3 separate regions of the Zea mays genome follow, and all the other regions are linked to region 1. The links are chromatin contacts, called in public Hi-C maps. All regions are on one chromosome and are shown on one strand. The core of a region is the stretch at or near the end of the contact, and the rest is flanking DNA. Distances in the headings are between cores, read along the strand shown.

The links. Hi-C and Micro-C count contacts between places; a contact is called where the count stands out from the background.
Region 2: a contact with region 1 is called in a Hi-C map of leaf, with 3 times the contacts expected there. The contact joins the enhancer-like site here to the promoter of LOC103640485 in region 1. A contact is called at or near these places in 5 of 25 Hi-C or Micro-C datasets (ear, leaf, tassel and 1 more).
Region 3: a contact with region 1 is called in a Hi-C map of tassel, with 2.4 times the contacts expected there. The contact joins the promoter of LOC100273788 here to the promoter of LOC103640485 in region 1. A contact is called at or near these places in 2 of 25 Hi-C or Micro-C datasets (ear and tassel).

The regions. Positions count from the first base shown.
Region 1 is chr1:164,734,459-164,738,619 of Zm-B73-REFERENCE-NAM-5.0, forward strand. It overlaps LOC103640485, which reads left to right and starts at 2,267. Exons shown (of 3, transcript XM_008663085.4): 1 at 2,267-3,078; 2 at 3,670-4,017; 3 at 4,138-4,161. The coding sequence starts at 2,635.
Region 2 is chr1:164,593,660-164,597,718 of Zm-B73-REFERENCE-NAM-5.0, forward strand. No RefSeq gene overlaps it. Among protein-coding and RNA genes, the nearest start is that of LOC100279086, 34 kb to the left of the region's middle. Within about 2 kb of position 1,677, at least 17 of the 20 cell types and tissues checked have an H3K27ac peak or open chromatin away from gene starts, as enhancers often do. A contact at or near this core is called in ear, leaf and tassel, where this site is marked.
Region 3 is chr1:164,519,138-164,523,434 of Zm-B73-REFERENCE-NAM-5.0, forward strand. LOC100273788 (transcriptional regulator of RNA polII SAGA subunit) reads left to right here and starts at 1,965. Exons shown (of 2, transcript NM_001148190.2): 1 at 1,965-2,221; 2 at 2,475-3,941. The coding sequence starts at 2,665. The coding sequence ends at 3,672.

The sequences.
Region 1 (4,161 bases), core at 1,017-3,516:
GGCGAGAGCCTTATGCGTCAGCCCGTTCTCCCGCGCGGCCAACCCTCTCGTACGAGAGCCCTGGACCTTCCTTTTATAGGCGTAAGGAGAGGGTCCAGGTGTACAATGGGGGGGTGTAGCAGTGTGCTAACGTATCTAGCAGAGAGGAGCTAGAGCCCTAAGTACATGTCGTCGTGGCAGTCGGAGAGGTTTTGGCATCATGTTCATGTGATGTCGTGGCCGTCGGAGTAGCGCTTGGGCCCTGTGAAAGGACAGCTGTCGGGGCTGTCGAATCCTTGCTGACGTCTCCTTGCTTCCGTAAGGGGCTGAGAGCCGCCGTCGTCATGGAGCACGCGGGGCGCCATCATTATTTGTTTTACCGGGGCGAGCCAGATGGGACACCGGTCTTGTTCCCCGTAGCCTGAGCTAGCTAGGAGTAGGGTAATGATGCCCCCCTGTGACGTGGTCGGTCCGAGCCCTAGGTCGGACGAGGCGGAGGCTCCTCCAAGGTCGAGGTCGAGTCCGTCTTCCGAGGTCGAGGCTGAGTCCGAGCCCTGGGGTCGGGCGAGGCGGAGTCCGTCTTCCGAGGTCGAGGTTGAGTCCGAGCCCTGGGTCGAGCAAGGCGGAGACCGTCTTCCGAGGCCGAGGCTGTGTCCGAGCCCTGGGGTCGGGCGAGGCGGAGTCCGTCGTCCAGCGTCGAGGTTGAGCCCGAGCCCTGGGGTCGGGCGAGGCGGAGCTTCCTATGGCGCCCGAGGCTGGACTTAGCTGCTGTCAGCCTCACTCTGTCGAGTGGCACAGCAGTCGGAGCGACGCAGGCGGCGCTGTTTTCTTGTCAGGTCGGTCAGTGGAGCGGCGAAGTGACTGCAGTCACTTCGGCTCTGTCGACTGAAGAGCGCGCGTCAGGATAAGGTGTTAGGCGATCCTTGCATTAAATGCTCCTGCGATACGGTCGGTTGGTGTGGCGATCTGGCCAAGGTTGCTTCTCTGCGAAGACTGGGCCTCGGGCGAGCCGAAGGTGTGTCCGTTGCTTGAGGGGGCCCTCGGGCAAGACGTGAATCCTCCGGGGTCGGCTGTCTTTGCCCGAGGCTGGGCTCGGGCGAGGCGAGATCGTGTCCCTTGAGTGGACTGAGCCTTGACCTTAATGGCGCCCATCAGGCCTTTGCAGCTTTGTGCTGATGGGGGTTACCAGCTGAGATTAGGAGTCTTGGGGGTACACCTAATTATGGTCCCGACACAGCCTAATACTAGTAAGGCCGTCTTCAGCAGGCCGTGTAAACGAGCATGAATAAGTATTGATTTGTACTATAGATTACATTGTTTGTAATAAGAAGTTTAAGATAGAGAGTCTAGTTGAGATAATCTAACTAGTATGAGAGACAGACAGAGAGCAAACTTCGTTAGTGAATATACTATATTAATACTAACACTACAGTCCAATAGCATTTAGGTACATTTTTACTTGCTTGCTTTCGCCTGTTATTAGTTCTATTAAAAAGTTCAAAGCCATTTCAGCCTAAAACAAACTAGCTTCAGAAAATGAAGGGAAAACAACGAACTTAAAATGCATCTATTTGTTTATATTTTCCGGCCAGGTGAGATGGCATATCTCCACGAAATTAAAAGGGGAAATCAAAGGGCATGATGGCATATGGGGGGGCGCCTCTTTGAGCTTTCGGTGGAGATTAAAGAAAAAAATAAAGGTAGCCGGAGACAGACAGTGCGAATGAATCTAAATCTAAGCAGGATTAGAAGGAGCGGTGTGGTACTGTGGCGTCTTCCTCCATCTCCAATTCTCCATCCAGCGGGCAATGGGAAACGTCGGCGTGCTGGCTAGCCGCCGTCAGGGCCGCCCGAAGCTTCTCTAACGGCGCCGTCAGGGCGCGGCGCGGGCCCACGTGCCAGGGCTGGCTAGTCAGTCGCTGCGCTGCGCTGCGCTGCTGTGCTGTGCTGTGCTGCGTGCGAGACGTACTGTCCTGTCCTGCCTGTACCTGGTGTGTAGTAGGTCAAGACACCCCCTTTTTTTCCCCTCTCTGTAGTTGCTTGCTGTTGCCACTTGTGCTGGGAAAAATCCGAGCAAAGCTAAAGCCCAATGCAAAGAGGGCCGGAAGCAGAAGATAGCTCATCTTCGTCTAGATTGCCGGCTGTAACGTCTCGCGTCTAATAATGCTAGTACCCTCTAATCTAACCCTAAATCCACATCAAGGTATCCTAGACCGACCCAAAACTACATCAAAAAAGCGAGACAGAGAGAGAGAAAAAGCAGCAGGTTGCAACTTGCAACCCTAGAACTAGGAGGAGCCAGCACTAGGGTAGGCGGTAGGCGGTAGCCTCACCAAGGGCGGTGACGGGAAAACCTAGCAGTATAACCCCTGCTCGCAGTCGTCCACACTCCCGCTGCTTCACGCAGTCGGCGCCTCCACTCTGCTCCCTCGCTCGCCGTCTTCTTCCATCCAGGCCCCTCAGCTTTCCCTGTTTCCCATATATTCTCGCGCGGCTCCACGCTCTCGCTCTCCACACTCCACACCGCAGACGCCTGGGGGGCGCTCCTACTCCTCCTCTAGGGAAGGAGGGGCTCGAGGTTCCACCAATTCGCCGACAGGTCCCTTGCGTGCCATCCCCGCCGCGCGCGCAGCTCCAGAGGCCTCCATCCCATCCATGGACGCCAAGAGGCAGGGCTTCTTCTCCGCGCTGCGGGAGGAGGTGGCGCGCGGGCTGTCGCCGGGGCGCGCGCGGCGGCGGTCGGCGTCCAACGCCGCGGAGGTGGCGGCGGCGCTGCGCCGCCTCGGGGGCGGCGGCGAGGCGCTCGCGCCGCTCATGGAGGGCCCGGATCCGGAGGCGGGCCCCGGCGCGACCTGCGGCGGCTCCGCGAGGAAGGAAGGCGGGTGGGGGCGGTGGGTGCGCGGCCAGCTCCAGCTCACGCGCGCGCCGGCGCTGGAGGCCGGGGCCGGAGCTGGCTCCGGCGCCGCCGCCGCCGCCGCCGCCGCCGGCAGGCGCAACGACCTCAGGCTGCTGCTCGGCGTCATGGGCGCGCCGCTCGCGCCCGTGCACGTCTGCGCCGCTGAGCCGCTGCCGCACCTCAGCATCAAGGACACCCCCATTGTAAGAAACTACGAACCAGAGCTCTTCCGCCTACATACTCCATGCCTCTTCCGCCTGCGTGCTCTACTGCTCTCGCTCTAGATTGGACCCCAACCGCAACCGGGTGGCTGCTCGGTGGAATTCCGGAACCGAAAAAAGGTGACCTTTTGGGGGGAGGGGTTGCGGTTGCGGCGTCGAGATTTGGGTTCTCGGTAGCTAAAATGCGCCTCCAATCCAGCTGCTGTCTTCTTCTCCTGAGCTTCCCTGCTCCAGTTTGCCGTCCGAAGCTTTTGTCCCCATGTCCCATGTCTACTACTCTGACATCTCGCTCGGCAGTCGGCAAACCTTGTTGCCTGGGCTCTCTATGGTAAAAATTGGGGGCATCCTTGATGTGATGCGTTTTGGAGAGTTCTTGCATCTCTCCTAAACCACATTGCGGCTGTAAAGGTGGCTTCCCTTACCTGTTTTGACATGACAGGCAACGGACGGATGTTTCCCGTAACCGTTTCCTGTTTTTTTCCCAAAGAAAATACATTTGCTGTAAATTTCGGTTTTTTTATTAGTGCGTATTGTAACCGTATAACTCATGGCGTATTGTACGCGCGCGCGCAGGAGACGTCGTCGGCGCAGTACATACTGCAGCAGTACCTGGCGGCGTCGGGCGGGCAGAGGCTGCTGTCCTCCATCCGCAACTCGTACGCCATGGGCAAGGTGCGGATGGTGGCGACCGAGTTCGAGGCGGGCGGCCGCGTCGTCCGGAACCGCATGGCGGCGCAGCGCGCCGAGCCCGGGCGCTTCGTGCTGTGGCAGATGGCGCCCGAGATGTGGTATATGGAGCTGGCCGTGGGCGGGAGCAAGGTGCACGCCGGCTGCAACGGCAAGCTCGTCTGGCGCCACACCCCCTGGCTCGGCGCGCACTCCGCCAAGGGCCCCGTGCGCCCGCTCCGCCGCGCTCTGCAGGTGAGCCACAGCACGCCCGTCCGTCCCCGTACGCTGCGTGTGCCGTCCGTGTTTCAGAGGAACGTTAAATCTGAGTGAGACTCTCTGCTGCTCTCGTCCTTGCGTTTTCGTAATTCGTAGGGCCTGGACCCGCTGACGGCGGCG
Region 2 (4,059 bases), core at 427-2,926, 140 kb before region 1:
AAATCCCCTTCTATTTAAATTTAAAACTCTATCCATTTATCGCTAACCGAATAAGCCCCGAATAGCATTGGTGTCTTCTGATGCCGATAAATTTCGAAAAATCTAGTGTAAAATACTGTTTATACACTGTTTATAGGAGTTGCTGACACCTGTGTGTAACGATGCTGACACCGGCGAACGTTTGGGTTGGCTTCCCTAACAGGAGGACGTGGCTGCAGGCGTTTCAGAGTTCTTCAGGACCGTCTATATGCTGGAAGGAGTTAATTAACCGCACGTGTATAGTTCTCATTCCGAAAACCTCAACGTCCAAGTAAACTTCAAGGGCACAGACCGATAAGCATTTGTAACGTTATCTGTAAGGGTGGTGTCTGAATGCTTGATGAATCGGCTCTGATCGACCTGTCCTACACGATATCATTTGTCTTTCAACCAAAGTGCCTTTCTTCCTGGAAGAATGATTACTGATAATGCACTAATAGCCTTTGAGTGCTTGCGTACGTACTATAATTAGTCCTGTGAATATGTCACGAGTACGACGCAAAAGTAGGAGCCTAAAGTACGACCCGACACGAAAAAATATGCACTAGGCTAGCACGACATGAAGACGAGTCTAGGCCGGGTCTTAAATTCTAGCCCATCGGGCCCCAGCACGGTCCGTACAGATGGACCGGGTTTAGGCCGACACGGCCCAATAAAGTCTATGTTGTTTAATTTCTTTAATTTATTAAGTTATAGGTTTTATATTGTTGTGATATTTGGACTTTATGTGGTCAAATAATGCTAGCATTGTTTAATATCTTTAATTTAGTAAGCTATGAATTTTACATGGTTGTAATATTTTAATTTTATGTGATCAAATATATAGGTCGGGCTTGGGCCGGGCACGGTCCAACGAAGCACGACATAATTTAGGGCCGAGCCGGACCACTGTTTTAAACTTCGGTTGGTATGGCACGGTCCAAAAAAAATTAGAGTTTCTTGGCCCGAACCCATTTGACACGAAGCACGATAGACTTGAGCCGGGCCGAGCCGGCCCAATTCCTAGCACTAACTATAATGCATGCTCGATGCTGCTTGCTGTGGCTTTCATCTATGTTCGCTGCAGTCATAACTTCTACAATATTTTGTCTATATCGATCCGTTGACGTTTTTATGAACAAGCTAGGCTTCCAAAGTGAGTGAGTGCGGTGTGTCATGTATGGCATGACATCTGCGTACTACTCAATCCACTTAAGACCTTGTTCGGTTGCATGCTGAAGGGACTGAAAGGAATGAAATCCCTCTATTTAATTTTGATGAGTAAGGTACTAATCCTTGCCAATCCCTTTTAATCCATTCTAATAGAACAAGCCCTAATGGACGCCAAGATGATCTATTATCTCCATATCTACTTTTGTTGTTTGTCATGGATGGCCTCTCTCGGTAGACCAACAGGAAAATCTGAGACGACAGTTTAGATGAGCTTAGAATTTGCAGATGTCGTCATGGAGGAAGGAAGGAGAGGGGAGAGGAGAGGCACTTCATTATCTTATTGGAGAAAAATAAGAAAATAAGAGGAGTCACTAATACACTTCCAACTAAAATAGTGGGCCGGTTGTCGGTTCGGGCCTAAGTGGCTGGGAGCCTGCAGAGAAGAAGAAGCCGAGGCCGAGCACACCCATTCTCTTGAGACGCCTACACGGGCCTGGCCCAGAATATCTTTATTCTAACGTCTCCGAGTCCGAGTACATCCTGTGGACCGTGGTCCCTGGAGCTCTTCCTTGTGGGCACCATCGCCCACGTGCGAGCAGTGGCGCTGGCTTCCTCCGCCGCCTCTGCTGCTCCGTCCATGTGTGTCATACCGTACGTGCTTGAGAGCCGGACGGCCGCACCCCTCCTCATCTCCGATCTCTGACCTGCATGGCGACCGCGGCTCATCGGCTCCCTACCGCACCGTCTCCATCCCCAACCTCTTTCTGCTTCGACAAGACGGGTTATTGGAGAGAGTACGCAGGGCTGATAATGCTAATGGTATCTATTTATTTTTTTAACTAAAATTAATTGAGAGTTTAAATAAATCATAAAAAAATATTTGAATTGTAATCCATCATCCATTACTATCCCTAGGAAGACGACACCGCCGGTGCGTCCCTAGTCTCTGGACCTCATCCTACATAACAGCAAATAGAGAAAATTTTGACGACCAGCCCTATGTCTGATAGCTGTCCTTAATCCGGTCGGATATAAGGCTAAGTTCATGTAACACCCCGTCCAATCTCTGTACCAGTGGTACTTATTTCTAGCAACTCTTTAGTATTATATATTGTCCTCACGTACCAATACAAATCTTTTATGCGCACTTTGTCTTTACTCATGCGTATCCAAGAAAACTTCCCGATCGGTCATCCATCCCAAATTGCTCCAAGCCAAGCACACTTAATTTGGAGGTTTTTTTTGAGATAGACTTCCGAAAAAAAAGATGCACCTTGTTGATATGAATACTCTATTAATTCTATTAAGGCTTGAGCCAGGATATCACCATCTCAGAGGCCAGGATATCACAATCCACCCTCCTTAGAAGACGACGTTCTCGTCGGTCAACCCCAATCCAGGAATCTTCCCCCCTTAGTCACGTCTGTGTGTCTAGTGTTGTCATATGTCATGCCATGTGACCACACTGGGCCCACATACGCAATGCACCATATAGATTTTTGTGGGTGCAGAGAGTTTTTGTGGGTGGCTAAGTAGAATAGGGTCGATCGATCTGAAGGGGTGCCCCCTAGGCCTTATATATTCGACCGTGGGGCAGTACATATGATATGATAGCAACGAGTAGCTAAAAGATAGTGAACCTCTTGAGTTTATCCCTACGTAACCTTCGCCGACTTATCCTCGCATGGCTCTGTTGCATGAGGGCTTCAGCGCGGGAAAGTCGGGTCTCTGTTGTAATCCATTCGTTCGACGTTGTGGGCCGCCTGTGTTTGCACTAATCAGTCCCACGTCTTCTTTATTGGTTGTCTTTCCCTAGGCCCACGAAAGAATGACCTTACGAATTATTGGGCCCTTGGGCTTTTCGTGAGGCCTTTTACTTCTTTAGTGGACCCAGGGGATATCTATCCCCCACATATACCTTAACCCCTAACCACACACGCCTGTGAAACCGCGAGGGTCGGCTCTCATACCACTTGTAACACCCCATCCAATCCCTGTACCAGCGGTACATACTCCTGACAGCTCTCTAGGATCATATATCGTTCTCACAGACCAACATGAGTCTTTTGTGCGCACTTTGTCCTCACTCATGCGCATGCGAGAAAACTTATCGGTCGGTCACCCATCTTAAATTGCTATAAACCAAGCACGCTTAACTTGGAGGTTCTTTTGAGATAGGCTTCCGAAAAAGAAGATGCACCTTGTTGGTATGGATACTATATTAATTCTATTAAGCCTTGGGCTTAGATATCACCATCCCAGGGGCCAGTATATCACAATCCAACATTCTGCTATGGTCGTCGGAAGTAAGTAACGTCCGACGGTTCGACCTAGGTAGTCATTGAAAATAAGGCTTGCTTCTAGGGATGAAAACGGTCGGAAACAATATTTATTTGGTGATCAGCTTTTTTAGTTTTTTCTTTGATTGAGAATAAATAGGATATATAATATATTAGATAAATTTGTATTCTTGTTTTTAACATTGAGCTTGTAGTGATTCATAAAAGGTAAACCTCAAATTTATCCTACATGTTCTCAAAAGATAGATATAAAATTCGGTATGGATTCATACACAAATTCAGTAAATTTTCACCTTTTTATTGTAGGGAGCAAATAATACATAAAACAATTTATGCAATATTTTATTCTTATTTGTTATAATGTGCTTGATAACACAAGAAAATATTAACATCAAAATTTATACATACTATTTTAAAATATTAAATTTATTGTAACAGTTCGAATTATCACTTTCATCTCTAAAAGGGAATTAGGGTTAACCTTTTCCACAATTAATTTTGGTGGTTGAGTGTCCAACACAAATATATGGACTAACTAGTTTGCTCTAGAATATATGTTCTACAAGTG
Region 3 (4,297 bases), core at 715-3,214, 220 kb before region 1:
TGGGCACTTGGCACATCGCACTTTGCCGAGTGACCGCGATCTAGCACTCGGCAAAGTATTTTTTATTATTAAAAAAAATCTTTGTCGAGTGCTCGATCGCGGGCACTCGGTAAAGAACGTTTTAATAGCTGTTACAGCGCCCTCACTCACTATCTCTCTCTCACTCTCACTCAATCTCGCTCGTCGCCGCCCCTCGCCCCCACCACCGTCGTCGTGCCGTAGGTCGCCCACGCGCACCGCCGTCGCGCCGTCGTCCGCACCCGCCGCCGCCGCCACCATCGCCGGCCCGGCACCGTCCCGTCTTCTACCCCGGTCCCTCTCCGACGAATTTAGTGAGTATAATAAGTTTAATTAGTTTAGTATGTGTTTATTTAGTTTATAGTATATGTGTTTAGTGAATTTAGTGACTTTAGTGAGTTTAATTAGTTTAGTATGTGTGTTTAGTGAGTTTATACTATATGTTTGTAGTGAATTTAGTGACTTTAGTGAGCTTAATTAGTTTAGTATGTGTGTTTAGTGAGTTTATACTATGTGTGTCAATTCGGCATAATGTGATGGTGGATATGGATGTCGTTGAAATATGTGTGAATGTCAGTCATCGTGCTGCTAGTTTTATTTGCAGGTTTTGGAAACCTCCCTTTGTAGGGGAGATGCTGCCGAATTTTTTTGTTCATAGAATTGTTTATTTTTTACATAGATCTTCCTAGCGTTGTGGGTCTACCTGCACCACTTTGCGTCGCCACTACACCGACCCACCACTGCTCCGCTAGCCTGACTCCACCGCCACCCTAGGCATACATATTAGAAGGTAGGAATGTAGTGTACATTTTATATTATACTATACTCGGTTATATATGTTAGATGATAAATGACCGTGAGTAGATGTACACGAGTCGTATAGGAAGAAATTATGTCACACCTGAATGGATTAGAAAGACCGATGATTTCGTGGAACGGGCATATGGCGAAGCTGCTAAAGGAGCTACACTAGTCTCATGCCGTGCAGCAAATGTGCTAGGCTGGTGGACACTCGGCGAAGAGGGAAACCCTTTGTGGAGTGTCACCTAATGTACTCGGCAAAGGAATTCTCTTTGCCGAGTGTCATCTAGTACACTCGGCAAAGGCGTCGTCTCATTCACCGGCCGCTGTGACGGCGCCTTTTTTTTGCCAAGTACCGAATTGCCGAGTGCCCGATAATAAGTACTTGACAAAGAAGCAGTTGCCGATGTACAGTTCGCTGAGCTCTATTTGTCGAGTGTCACACTCGGTAAAACCTTCACCGAATGTTTTTTAGGCTTTACCGAGTGCTTCAGACACTCGGCAAAGAACATATTTCTGGTAGTGTACGCTAGCATTCTCGTTCGGCCAGAAAGAGGAGAAAAGACGGTGCACGTAGGCACTGTAGCTTCGTTGCGTGCACAACTGCTGAAATTTGCATTGGTAGATCCATCGAAGGATTAGCCGATTAGGAGCGGCAAACACGCATTGATGACGTAATTAACAAAGTGATATTTATGGTCATAATATGATATTTGTGGTCATAAAGTTATATTTTACCCTTCTATTCTTTCAACATAATTTAACTTATTAATCTAAGAGGGAACAAACAAATCTTTAATTAACATAGTTTTCATGAACAGCAAGTGCAGTGTCAGTGAAAACATACGAGATTCATCTGTAGTTAATAGGTTACCACATGGATACACCATTGTTTTAAAAGGGAAAATAATTTTTTTGACATCCTTATCAGCTCTATAAAAATAAAAAATAAACTACAATAAAACTGTACAATAGATGTTTAATTTAATTTTATTTATTTTATATGACGCATAGCAGTTTTTAAAAACAATGCCCTAAAATTCTTGACTGACAATGACTAATGCGCTATAGTGATGGCCTAATACGGCACGTGCGGACGTGCCAAGCTGACACAACAAGTGACAACCAGCGAGGCAGCGAACCGCAAGAACAACTCCCAGTTCGCTACGCGCTCACCGAACCTGACGTTCAGGACCCACAAGCTGGTGACACATTAACCCACCAAATAGCGTCACCCACCACTGTTCGTCGTCCGCAAACCAATAATTTGGGGAGAAAATTCCCAATTACGGCGGGCAAAGAGAGTGATAGAGAGGAAATATTTTTTCTCTCTCTCTCCAATTTTTCACCCCCAATTCTGACTCGCCAGCGGCGCCACCATCTCGCCGGAATCCTAGTCGAGGTGAGTCCCCACGCAATCCGCTTCGTTTCGCCCTCAATTCTTTTTACCGCCGCCCCCAATTCGAGCCGCTCCACGCGGTTCCCCCGCACGGATTTGGTCGGAGACTCTGAGCTCGCCCCCGATCGGAGAATCCGCGTCCGGGCTTGCTCGGAGCTTGATTCTATCAGCAGCGCCGCTGAATTGGGCCGTGGAGCGGCCTCCCGAGTTCGTGTGCTTCCGTGCTGAATTGCTGTTTCTGGATCTGGTCCGGCAGGTGTTGGTAGCGTCGGGCCGTGGTCGGGAGCCCGCTTGTCGCGGCGAGCTCGACCGCCGCGGATCGCTGGAGCCCGTGGGCGGCGGCGGCGGAGGCTAGGGTTTGCTGCTCTACCCGGAGCAGCTAGCGGGCCAGATCGTCCGGCCGGCGGGGCTGCATATATTTTGTGCCTTTCGCCGGCGAGATATCGATGCAGCCGCGGTCGAAGAAGTTCGGCCGCGTGGACACGGTCCAGCTCAAGGCGCAGATCGTGAGGCGGCTGGGGCCCCAGCGCGCCGAGCTCTACTTCCGCAGCCTCACCAAGTTCCTGGGCTGCCAGCTCGGCAGGGACGAGTTCCAGAAGGCCTGCGCTGCTGCATTGGGGAAGGAGAACGTCAGGCTGCACACATCCCTCGTCCAGTCCATTCTCCGCAACGCGTGCGTGTCGGACGGGCCGCCGCCGAGCGCGCAGGCCGCCACCGGAAACTCGCAGACGAGCACGGCGGTGTCCAATGGGACGCTCACCAGTGGCTTACCGCCGCCGGTGACGAGAGCGAGGCCGCCCCTGACTAAGTGGTCCGGTGATAAGCCGAGCCCGATTGGGAAGTCTCCTCTCGGTCATCGTCCGGGGACTGCGCGGGAGTTCGTGTCGGCTGGGACTGGGAGCAAAGCTTTGCAGGAGGTTGTCTCCGTGGAGGATGGCGAGGAGGTCGACCAGGCCCGTGGTGGTAGTGGTAGTCCAGTCTGCGTGCAGAGCCGAAGCCCCATCAGGCCCCCGCTGGGCGTTCTAAAGGCTCAGGATCCTGAGCCTTCGACGTCGGACGTGTGCTACAACAACGGTGAGCTGCCAGATTCTCAGTCACTGTCGAAGCTACTTGACGAAAGGTTGAAGGCTCAAGGTCTCAGCGTACCCAAAGAGTGTGCTGATGTCTTGAACTCTGGGTTGAATGCATACATGAGCCGAATGCTGAAGGCATGTCTAGGCGTTGCGAAAGCAAGGGGAAGAGTCAGCAAGACGACGCGCCAAGCGAATGGCCGTGGCCGTGGCCGTGCTGTTGCTTCAGTAAATAGTGGGCTGATCAACGGCTCTCCTTTGGAACCAAGCTGCTGCTACCAGGCTTCGTTGCTCGATCTCTCGACGGCAGTGCTATCAAATGCTCGGTTAGCGGGGCGCGTGGAGATCCGCGAGAAGATTTCTTCCCATCTCCACAGCAGATAAGGGAGCGGCTAGTTTCCACCACGTTTTTTTTTTTTGGCGAACAGTATAGTGGACTGATCGAGTTTAGGATGAGAGGCAGAGTGTGGTTTGACTGTAGGGCTGGGTAGTGTGTACTCCCCCATGGCTGGGTGAGGGTGATTCTTCTTAGGATGCGGTACATGATAGTGAGCTTCATTTAGCTGTGATTGTTTACAAAAAATAATCGTAGTAAAAGATTCTGGGATGTGTCTTAGCTTCTTTTCACACCTTATAACACCGATTTGTTATCATGTTGTGCCTGTACAGAGAGAATCAGGTACCATGTGTTAGAACATGTTGCTGTTGGATTAACTTGGATTCGTTGCCTTTTCACTGGTGAGTGGCGAGGTCTATTTTGTTGTCTGGCCAGCCAGATCACTGGTTTGTTTATTTTTCTTGATTGCAAATCGTCGTGTGTAAGAACCACGTCCAGAGGCATTAACCTATTTCATAGTACTACGTCCCAGTATTCTTCCATCCCATAGTGATTTGATTTATATATGGTGTTTTCTTCTCTGCTGTTCTACTATCCTGGATGTGTATATGCACTCTAAGAGCAACTCCGCTAGTTGTTCTCTAAAAGCACTCCGAGAGAGTAACCATTTAG